Regions from separate parts of the Mus musculus genome. Here regions 2 and 3 are each linked to region 1. The links are chromatin contacts, called in public Hi-C maps. All regions are on one chromosome and are shown on one strand. The core of a region is the stretch at or near the end of the contact, and the rest is flanking DNA. Distances in the headings are between cores, read along the strand shown. Region 1 has its middle 31 kb from the start of D330046F09Rik. Region 2 holds the start of E130120K24Rik (a long non-coding RNA gene). Region 3 has its middle 30 kb from the start of E130120K24Rik.

Region 1 (2,700 bases), core at 197-2,696:
CTGTTCCTTCCCAACCTGGGGAACTCCTTCTGTTGATGCTGTATGAACATGGCGGACGGGGAGAGGGATTCCTTGCTGGTGCCGTGGGGCTCATGCCTTGGGGAATGAGAACGGTTGCTCACCATCTTCACACATGGTAACGGCTGGGGTTCTTGAGGGAGCAGTTATCAGAGTGTGTGCCTCCCAGATTCCACAACAACAGGCTACACTCTTGGTAAGTGAATTCTGCAAGAAGCCTGCTTGGCAAGCTTGTATACACACACACACACACACACACACACACACACACACACACACACACACACACACACCACACACCACAGACCACCCCCACAAGTATCTTTCAACTCTCAAAATTCTTCACACGCCTTTTTTTTCTTTTTCCTGATAAGAGGAGCAAACCACTAAACAAACAGGGGAGGTGCATGTCCTTTAGGGTCTGTAGTCACTTTTTTTTTTTATTAGATGTTATGTATCTGTGGATCGACTCCATTGTGATCCAGCGATCTGAATCTGCACTTGCTTACAAGTCTGTTTTTACAGACTGTGGAAGAACAGAGTTTTAATTGCTTGCCGAGGAGAGCGGGGATAGAATCCTCCAGGTAAATCTGGTATATGTGTCAGATTAGTTTTGCCTAGAGGAAACGCCATGTCTCAGCGTCTTATACCCCTAATTTATACCCCCTTATAACTGTGATTACCGTGACGTGGAGTAGAGAGATGCGGTGAATGATTCAGGAGGCTGGCACGGGAGGGTCACAAGTTTGAGACCACCACCACAAGAAAAAAAATGTAGTTCTCAGAAATTGGCTTCTGAGATTAAAGGGGAAACTATATAACCTTACTGGTTAATATTTCATAACCAGTAAGCTTTGGATGGGGGGGAAATTGAAGAAAACAGAACAAAGTGTGTTTGGCAGACTTCTGCTGTCTTTCCTGCCTACTCAACAAGCTCAAAGGCAAGGACCGTGTTTCTCTTGGTGGCTGCTCTCTCTAGGGAGGTAGAGTTGTTTTGTATAATTCAGCTGACATTACCTTAACTTCGGGACACTCACCTTGGAAAACAAACAGTTTGATACCCAGAAACATCTAGAAACTTCCCAGAAAGCAATGATCTTAGCCTGTGTTAGAAACAAACCAACAAAGCTTACTCTTCCTCCTCCCTGCCCCCACTCCTGTCCTCCAGGCTCCAGAAAACAAGTTTGTTGAGCAGGGAAGGGAAATGCCTCCAGCCAGCCAGTCTGAAGACAGGAATGCTGGGCAGGAGATCCGATCCACAATCGGAAGGGTAGAAGGGGCCGATAAGGCTGCATCAGTCACCAAAACAGGTTTCGGAGGTAAAGTGAGGAGGGCCAGGAAATTTGCGATAGGATCGCACTGGGCTGTTAAATCCTGGCACCCAGCGCAGGAGTGGTGACTAAGAGACACTATTTAAACAACAGAGTTTGCGCAAGCGCAAAGGCTCCCTAGCCAAGCTCCTGTGTCAGATCCTCCTGGAGCTTCTGGTCTCTCAGAAAGTACCACGTCTGTGGTCAGTGTCTGCACTGGGGCTGGAGATCAGCTGTGTGTTCATCTCTAAACATTTGAGTCTCTTTTCTAGGAGTACACCCCCCCCAGCCCCCCACTCCAGCCTGCTCCCTGACCCCCACATCCAGGCTGGTCTTCAATTTTCAATCTGCCTGCTGATCAGCCTCAACTGTTGGGAGTGAAATGAAGGTTTTCTGTGGCCCACTTCCCTTCGAGCAGAAGTAGACTGACTTTGGTTAATATCAATACAAGACACGTAACTACGTTTCTCTTGCTTTCTCCTCTTTTCTTGGAAGTACGTTTTTCTGGGTAGAAAGACAGCTTTGGACAGTTGTGCATTTTTCGGTCTCTGGAATTTTAGTATATGGTCCAAACCAGTCGGACTGTATGAGCTGGGCGTGGTGGTGCAAACCCTTAGTCCCAGCACTGGGGAGGCAGAGGCAGGCGGATTTCTGAGTTCGAGGCCAGCCTGGTCTACAGAGTGAGTTCCAGGACAGCCAGGGCTATACAGAGAAACCCTGTCTCGAAACAACAACAACAACAACAACAACCAAACAAAAAAACAAAGAGAGAGAGAGAGAGAGAGAGAGAGAGAGAGAGAGAGAGAGAGAGAGAGAGAGAGGCCAGTGTATCAGGACGTCACTGTGCCTGTCACATTTTTTTTTCTTGGAGTGTGTATATTAATGTGGCCACACATTGCGTATGGTGGGCGGGGACACCCTCAGGTGCTGTCCCCTCCTTTCTTTTTTCCTCTTCAAGACAGGTTCTTTCACTGGCCTGGAACTTGTCAAGTAGGCTGGTTGACCAGCCAGTGAGCCACAGAAGTCCACCTTTCCCGCACTCACGGCCATCCCAGCCTTTCTTCACCTTTGTGTGGGTACTAGAGACTGAACACAGCAGCAGGGTCTCACGCTTGCAGGGCAAGCACTTTCTGGCCGCGTCCACCAGGTGGAGGATTCTGACAGAGCGGACACCTGTTTCAGGGTGTTCTGATTCTTGTTGGGGGAGCTGGGTGGCCCTAAGCATAGCAGACCCTACAAGGGAAGCAATCAGGTGCCCACAGCAGGAGCCTCCCTTGGCCAGTAGGGGTGATCAAAGAATGGAAAGCCAGGGCCAGCACTTTTTTCAGTCCCATCGGTCTATGGTGAAATCTCAGGCGTCCGGTGTGCTTGA
Region 2 (2,700 bases), core at 22-2,521, 160 kb after region 1:
CTCACAAGGATAAAGCTGCTCTATTACCTACACACTTTATAGCTAAGATCCTTGTTTTCTTCTCAGCAACTACAGTTGTCTTTGCCATTTAACCCTCTCACAAAATCCACACCCCCCCCCCCCCCCGCATGACTGGGTAAGTCCCTCTTGCCTCAGCCCTCATGTTCTCAACCCTCCTCTGGAGGACTCAGCAGATGACATGGGTTCCACCCTTTCTCATCTCCCCTCTTGCCAACTTAAAGTCAACTCTGTGGCCATCAGAGTGGCATTCTGCTGTGCTTGCTGGATTCTGTTAGTTTGAAGCAAGTCACAGTTCAAATGCCCTAGCACAAGGGTGTGAGCTCCTGGGAGACATCTTAGAATCCCACCCACCGTATACAGACAGCTTGGCTTGAGTGAAGAATACTCCTGTCTTTGTTGATCACTTGGATAACAGAGTTTTAGTGGAGGTGAATGGATGAGGAGCTGATGGAGTCTAGGCTCTTCGGTTGGGGAGCCATACATCTTTATGAAGAATATTACGAAAGAACCCATGACTGCCTGTATCTAATTCTGAGTAGATTGAGATGAACCCGTTTGAGGGGATTGTATAGATATGGCTGTGAGTAACATGAGGGAGACTTGATGCAAATGCTAGAAAAAAAATGAAAACAAATTAGTAATTTTCATTAATCAACCTTCCTGGTCTTTGAAAGCGTTTCATGACTCTTGGTAGACTCCTGAAGGCTCTTGTTTGCATGGCCCATTGGTTTTGTCTTCAGGTTCATAAAGTGTGCATGTATGTGCATGTGGGTTTTCTCTCTCTCTCTCTCTCTCTCTCTCTCTCTCTCTCTCTGTTGTGTGTACACACACGAGTGTGTGGAGAGAGGGTCTGCTGCGTGGGAATGGTAGCTTGCAGCAGATCCCCCTCTCTGTTCCTTCAAATACTCAAAAGCAAAGATCCTGAACTGAGGAAAAGACAGATGTAAAGAAATGGGCCAAGTTGCAGTATAGATTCATCAGAAAACTCGATGTGCAGCTGAAGAAAACACCAAGGACTTACTATTTCACCCCTACTCCCCACCTCCAGCTATTCCTTTCTACAGGATTCAGCCTTTTATATCCCAAGATTACCTCCAGATGGTCCGCAGGGTTCTCTCTCACAGCCACTTCCTGGTACATTTCTTTTCGTACCTGGGGAGAGGTACCACAGAGATCAATGCCAGAGGGCATTACTGCAAACACTGACCCACAAGGCACACTCCAGGCCACTGGAAGCATCTGCTTCACAAATGTCAGGCTGGGGGACATCACCAGATGTTCGTGTTGAAATACCATTTAGAAGACAAACATTGACTCCGAGGGCCAAGGGTCACCTAAACAAAGAGCCAGACTGGCAATGAGGCTCAAAGTGAAGGTACAGAAACTAGACTCAGATGGCCGTGACTCTGTCTAGCTCACAGTTTAAGAGACTTCCCGAGTCAGTAGAAACATCCTCATCTTTCATGACTTGTATTTTAAGTGTCTTAGGAGGGAGGGATTCTTAGGAAAATGGCTATCTGTCATTTCTGGGTTCAGAAGAATGAGGGCTTTTTAATTTAATTAATTAATTAATTAATTAATTAGGCCTTTTTGCTTTACTACACTGCCAGCTCTATCTGCTGCAAAGGGCATGAGTTTGTAGACAGGTTGTATTTCCCTCTATGGCTCCTTCTTTTTTATTCTGCCTTAAACCACACAACCTTTCACACATTCAAGGCAATGTTTAAAAAAAAAAACCCAAAATATCATGGAACATTTATCTAGCTAGGTGCAAATTTCAGAGGGAAGTTAGAGCAATATGTTGGCTAAGGGAGAACCAGTGGACATAGGTTTCCTTTGCTTCAACTAGACACATTAAGATGCAGTGAGGGAACTAGATGCTAGCTTGATTATTAAATCTCTAGACACTAAGCTGAGAATTGGAAGACTTTATTCTTTATATTGCCAACTATTTTATTATATTAGCAAAGGAAAAATAAAACTATTATAGCTTAAGTAGTTTGTCCTATGTCTGGGCAACACCTTCCCTCAAACTATCTTTAATGGAGGGCAGACTTGTAGAACATTATTAAAAACAAAACAAAACTCTGTGGTTGCATACACTTCACAGACCTGAAGAGAATCAGGTGAAATCAATAGAATTTGGGGTCTCCTTTTTTTTTTTTTTTTTTTTTTTTTAATCTGGCACACATGACGACTTGGCCCAGGGCAGGAGTCTTATAAGGCTAGGTATGGATTTGAAATATTTCTCAACGAAGTAGATGTCTTTCTGAAGCTCGTGAAATTTCAATTTTTTATTCACTTGAGGAAAAGCTGAAGGATCAAACCATGGTTTAACTTCCCAAGCACAGTGCAACAAGCTGGTGGAAGAGCTAAGACCAAACATCTTTTGAGTTTGCCTGACTTGTCTGAAGACACGAAGGAGCTGTTCTGTTTTGGGTTGTTGAAGCTGAGGCTGACTGACCACTGCGACCCAGCCAGTTTTAAGAATCATTTGTGGAATGTTGTTGGAGGGCCTGAGCACTCTATTACAGAGCTAGTCCCTGTGGGCTCCATCAAACAAGCCAGGCCCTCCCAGTCACTGCCTCAATATGGCTTCACAAACGAGAGTTCTTCTCCTCGTAGCTCAGCTCCAGGTTGAAGAAGGTTTAATTGTGTAGTTCCCAAGTGAAAACCCCA
Region 3 (2,700 bases), core at 168-2,667, 190 kb after region 1:
GAAGAAAAGCAATCCTGTTTGAAGTTTTGATGAGGTGTTGGTGTCTGGTTGGGATTGTCAGTTAACACTGGGGAAAAACTCGAGTGTCTGAAGACAAGCAGGAGATGAAGTCATTATTATCTTCAGGTAAGTTGAATGGTAGTGAGGATAGAAGTCTTGGAGATAACCTGTACATTCTGAAGAGGAACTAGAAAGGAGCCGGAAGTAAAGACAAAAATAATAGAGACCTGGAGCCTAGGCAGAAGAGCCTAGGTTTCCTTTCTGTGGGAAGTCTCTGGGTGTCAGTGGCTTGATGGAACAGAAGTTCTCACTATTTGGTCCACGTTCAACAATACACAGAATCATAAAAGCATAGCAAAAGCTTGTACCACAGAGGTTTTTCAAGGAAAAAGGGATAAGCTCGGTCCAAAACTATTATGCAGGGCGGAGACATTCCAAGCATGCCATTCCATGCCTGTGCCAGGGGAATGTGGGCACAGCATAGAAACAATGGCCAAGGCTGGAGAGATTAAGAGGACCAGGGAAATTTTGAATAAAAAAAAAAAACAAGTAGTGAAGAGTGTACCCTACCTCCCACACACGAAAGCTTCCCTCTTTGGGGGTTTAAGTGTGGGTTGAATTAGTTTTTAGATTCATCAGCTATAAATCCCCAAAATTTGGTGCTAAATGATTAGAGCTGCATCTTGCAAAAAGTATACACACACACACACACACACACACACACACACACACACACACACACACAGAGAGAGAACCAGAAAAAGATACTGGATAAATAGTTTGTTGATATTTCAACTCCAAACTCAAAATGACACTATCATCTCTTTCCATTTTCCTGGATTCCAGGTGGGATAAACCTCCATAATGAAAGTTTGTTATATTTAAAAAATAAATGCAAACAGCCTTTCCAATCACTCTCGGAAATTCTGAACCTAGAGAAACATAGCCATTCCCGTCCACACATTTCCTTATCCTGGGAACGAGTATTGTCATGGTGGTTGTTTGGGCTCCATCCACATTTGTGATCCTTTGAAACATGAGAGGAGTTTTGATTTTGAAAGGTGCCCCACGATTCCCAAGAACTCTATTGGCTCACAGCTGTGGGAATGGCTGCATCTGCTTCGTGTTTATAGCCATCCATCTTCATTCTTTTTGGTAGATAAACTGAAAATAGGAGTAAACATGGCCCTCCCCAAAAAGGATATTTTTGGAGGTTTTTTCGATAAGAATTTTAGTTAAGTGCTTTGGGGGAAAATTACCACAACCCACTTCACTAAGAGCTATTGTTTTGTTTTCTTTGACTGATAATATATTTAACCAAAGAAGAACAATTCAGTTGCCTGGTGATGGGATGATTCAGTTTCTCCAAGGCGGGGTTCAGAGAACCTTAGTCACAGTCACCTGGAGAGTTCTGAAGACTTTAGATTCCTGGGCCCTACTCCAACCCTGTGACTCAGGAGCCTCAGGACCACAACGAGGAAGCTGTGTGTTTAGTGAGTCCTGCAGGTGGTTCCTATGTATCTTCATATGTAAGGGGGCATGATTCTTCAAATCAGCAATCAGTGCTTGATCTTGGGTGAGGTAGCTACATCACCCACCTCCAAGGTTCGGAGAGGAGTATCAGTGGGAGGAAGGATGGGAGAATATGAAAGTCAGAAGATGGAGAGGGATGTCGTGAGATGCTGCCTTCTGGACATGTGGGCATGGATTCTCACAGAATGGATGCTTACCTGCACAAGACCTGCTTAAGCCTAGGACCGCTAACTTCCCATTGAGCCTGAGGAGGGAGACTCATGAGGCCCTCAGTCCTTCCTAAGGAGCCACAGGCAGTTAGTTAATAGATGCTGGGAGGGAAGAGAGTCCTCGGTGATGTAGAGTAAGTTGCCTTTGCTCGTGAAAAATAACCTCTCAGTCAAGCTTATGTGAGCGATTTTAATTCAATACAGTGGGGTACACACAGAGAGGAGCAATTTTAATTCAATACAGTGGGGTGCACACAGAGAGACATGGGTAGGAGGGCTAACTTGTTGGGGAGACAAAGAGGTTCTATGGGAGTGTGAGGGATGTAAGATGTGAGAGGGATTTTATATATATATATATATATGTAATTTTTGAAGGATAAGTAATAAATAACATAAAAATAAATAAAAGAAATTTAAAATGAACAAATTAACAAACAAAAGTGCTTTTGCTCAGGAGTCCCTCTAACTCTGATGAAAGGGTCAGGGCCAAGTTGTCTTGGGAGGTGGGCAGCCCAGTTTAAAACCCAGTGAAAGTGATTTTTCCATCTCCTCAATGTCTCTCGTTTTGTTTGCTCTGTCCCAAAGCTTCCTTCACATGGCACAGCATTTGGAATTGAGGGTCCACCCTGAAGCAGTTTACTGTGGATCCTCTGCTGATGCTCGGCGACCATGAGTTACATTTTAAGAAGAGCTCCTACATTCGGTCAGCACAGTTGCCTGACAGCTCTGGGATATCAGGCAGATCTATGTCTACTTTCCAGGGCAGTGGTTCTTGGACTTTTAACTGCATGGTAGAATCTCGTGGATTTAGAACTCCTCCATCTCAGGCTAAACTCCAGACCAAAGTCATTAAACCTACAAGACAGGATCCAGGCCTCTGAGCTTTGTGACGCTCCCTGGTGATTCCAATGTACCATCAAGGCCAAGGCCTTCCTTCGGTCCTAGGGCATCTGGAGAA

What was found. Hi-C and Micro-C count contacts between places; a contact is called where the count stands out from the background.
Region 2: a Hi-C map of liver shows a contact between it and region 1, with 6 times the contacts expected there. The contact joins the promoter of E130120K24Rik here to the enhancer-like site in region 1. A contact is called at or near these places in 5 of 484 Hi-C or Micro-C datasets (the G1E-ER4 cell line, cortical neurons, liver and 1 more) and 1 of 115 datasets of contacts at active chromatin or transcription factors (embryonic stem cells).
Region 3: a contact with region 1 is called in a Hi-C map of uterus, with 1.9 times the contacts expected there. The contact joins two enhancer-like sites. A contact is called at or near these places in 6 of 484 Hi-C or Micro-C datasets (MC3T3-E1-derived osteoblasts, embryonic stem cells, muscle stem cells and 1 more) and 1 of 115 datasets of contacts at active chromatin or transcription factors (pancreatic cancer cells).

Annotation. Positions count from the first base shown.
Region 1 is chr14:46,703,122-46,705,821 of GRCm38.p6, reverse strand. No RefSeq gene overlaps it. Among named protein-coding and RNA genes, the nearest start is that of D330046F09Rik, 31 kb to the right of the region's middle. Within about 2 kb of position 1,446, at least 79 of the 459 cell types and tissues checked have an H3K27ac peak or open chromatin away from gene starts, as enhancers often do. A contact at or near this core is called in liver, pancreatic cancer cells, trophoblast stem cells and 1 more, where this site is marked.
Region 2 is chr14:46,544,916-46,547,615 of GRCm38.p6, reverse strand. E130120K24Rik (a long non-coding RNA gene) reads right to left here and starts at 1,271. Exons shown (of 3, transcript XR_874591.1): 1 at 373-1,271.
Region 3 is chr14:46,515,193-46,517,892 of GRCm38.p6, reverse strand. No RefSeq gene overlaps it. Among named protein-coding and RNA genes, the nearest start is that of E130120K24Rik, 30 kb to the left of the region's middle. Within about 2 kb of position 1,417, at least 49 of the 459 cell types and tissues checked have an H3K27ac peak or open chromatin away from gene starts, as enhancers often do. A contact at or near this core is called in pancreatic cancer cells and uterus, where this site is marked.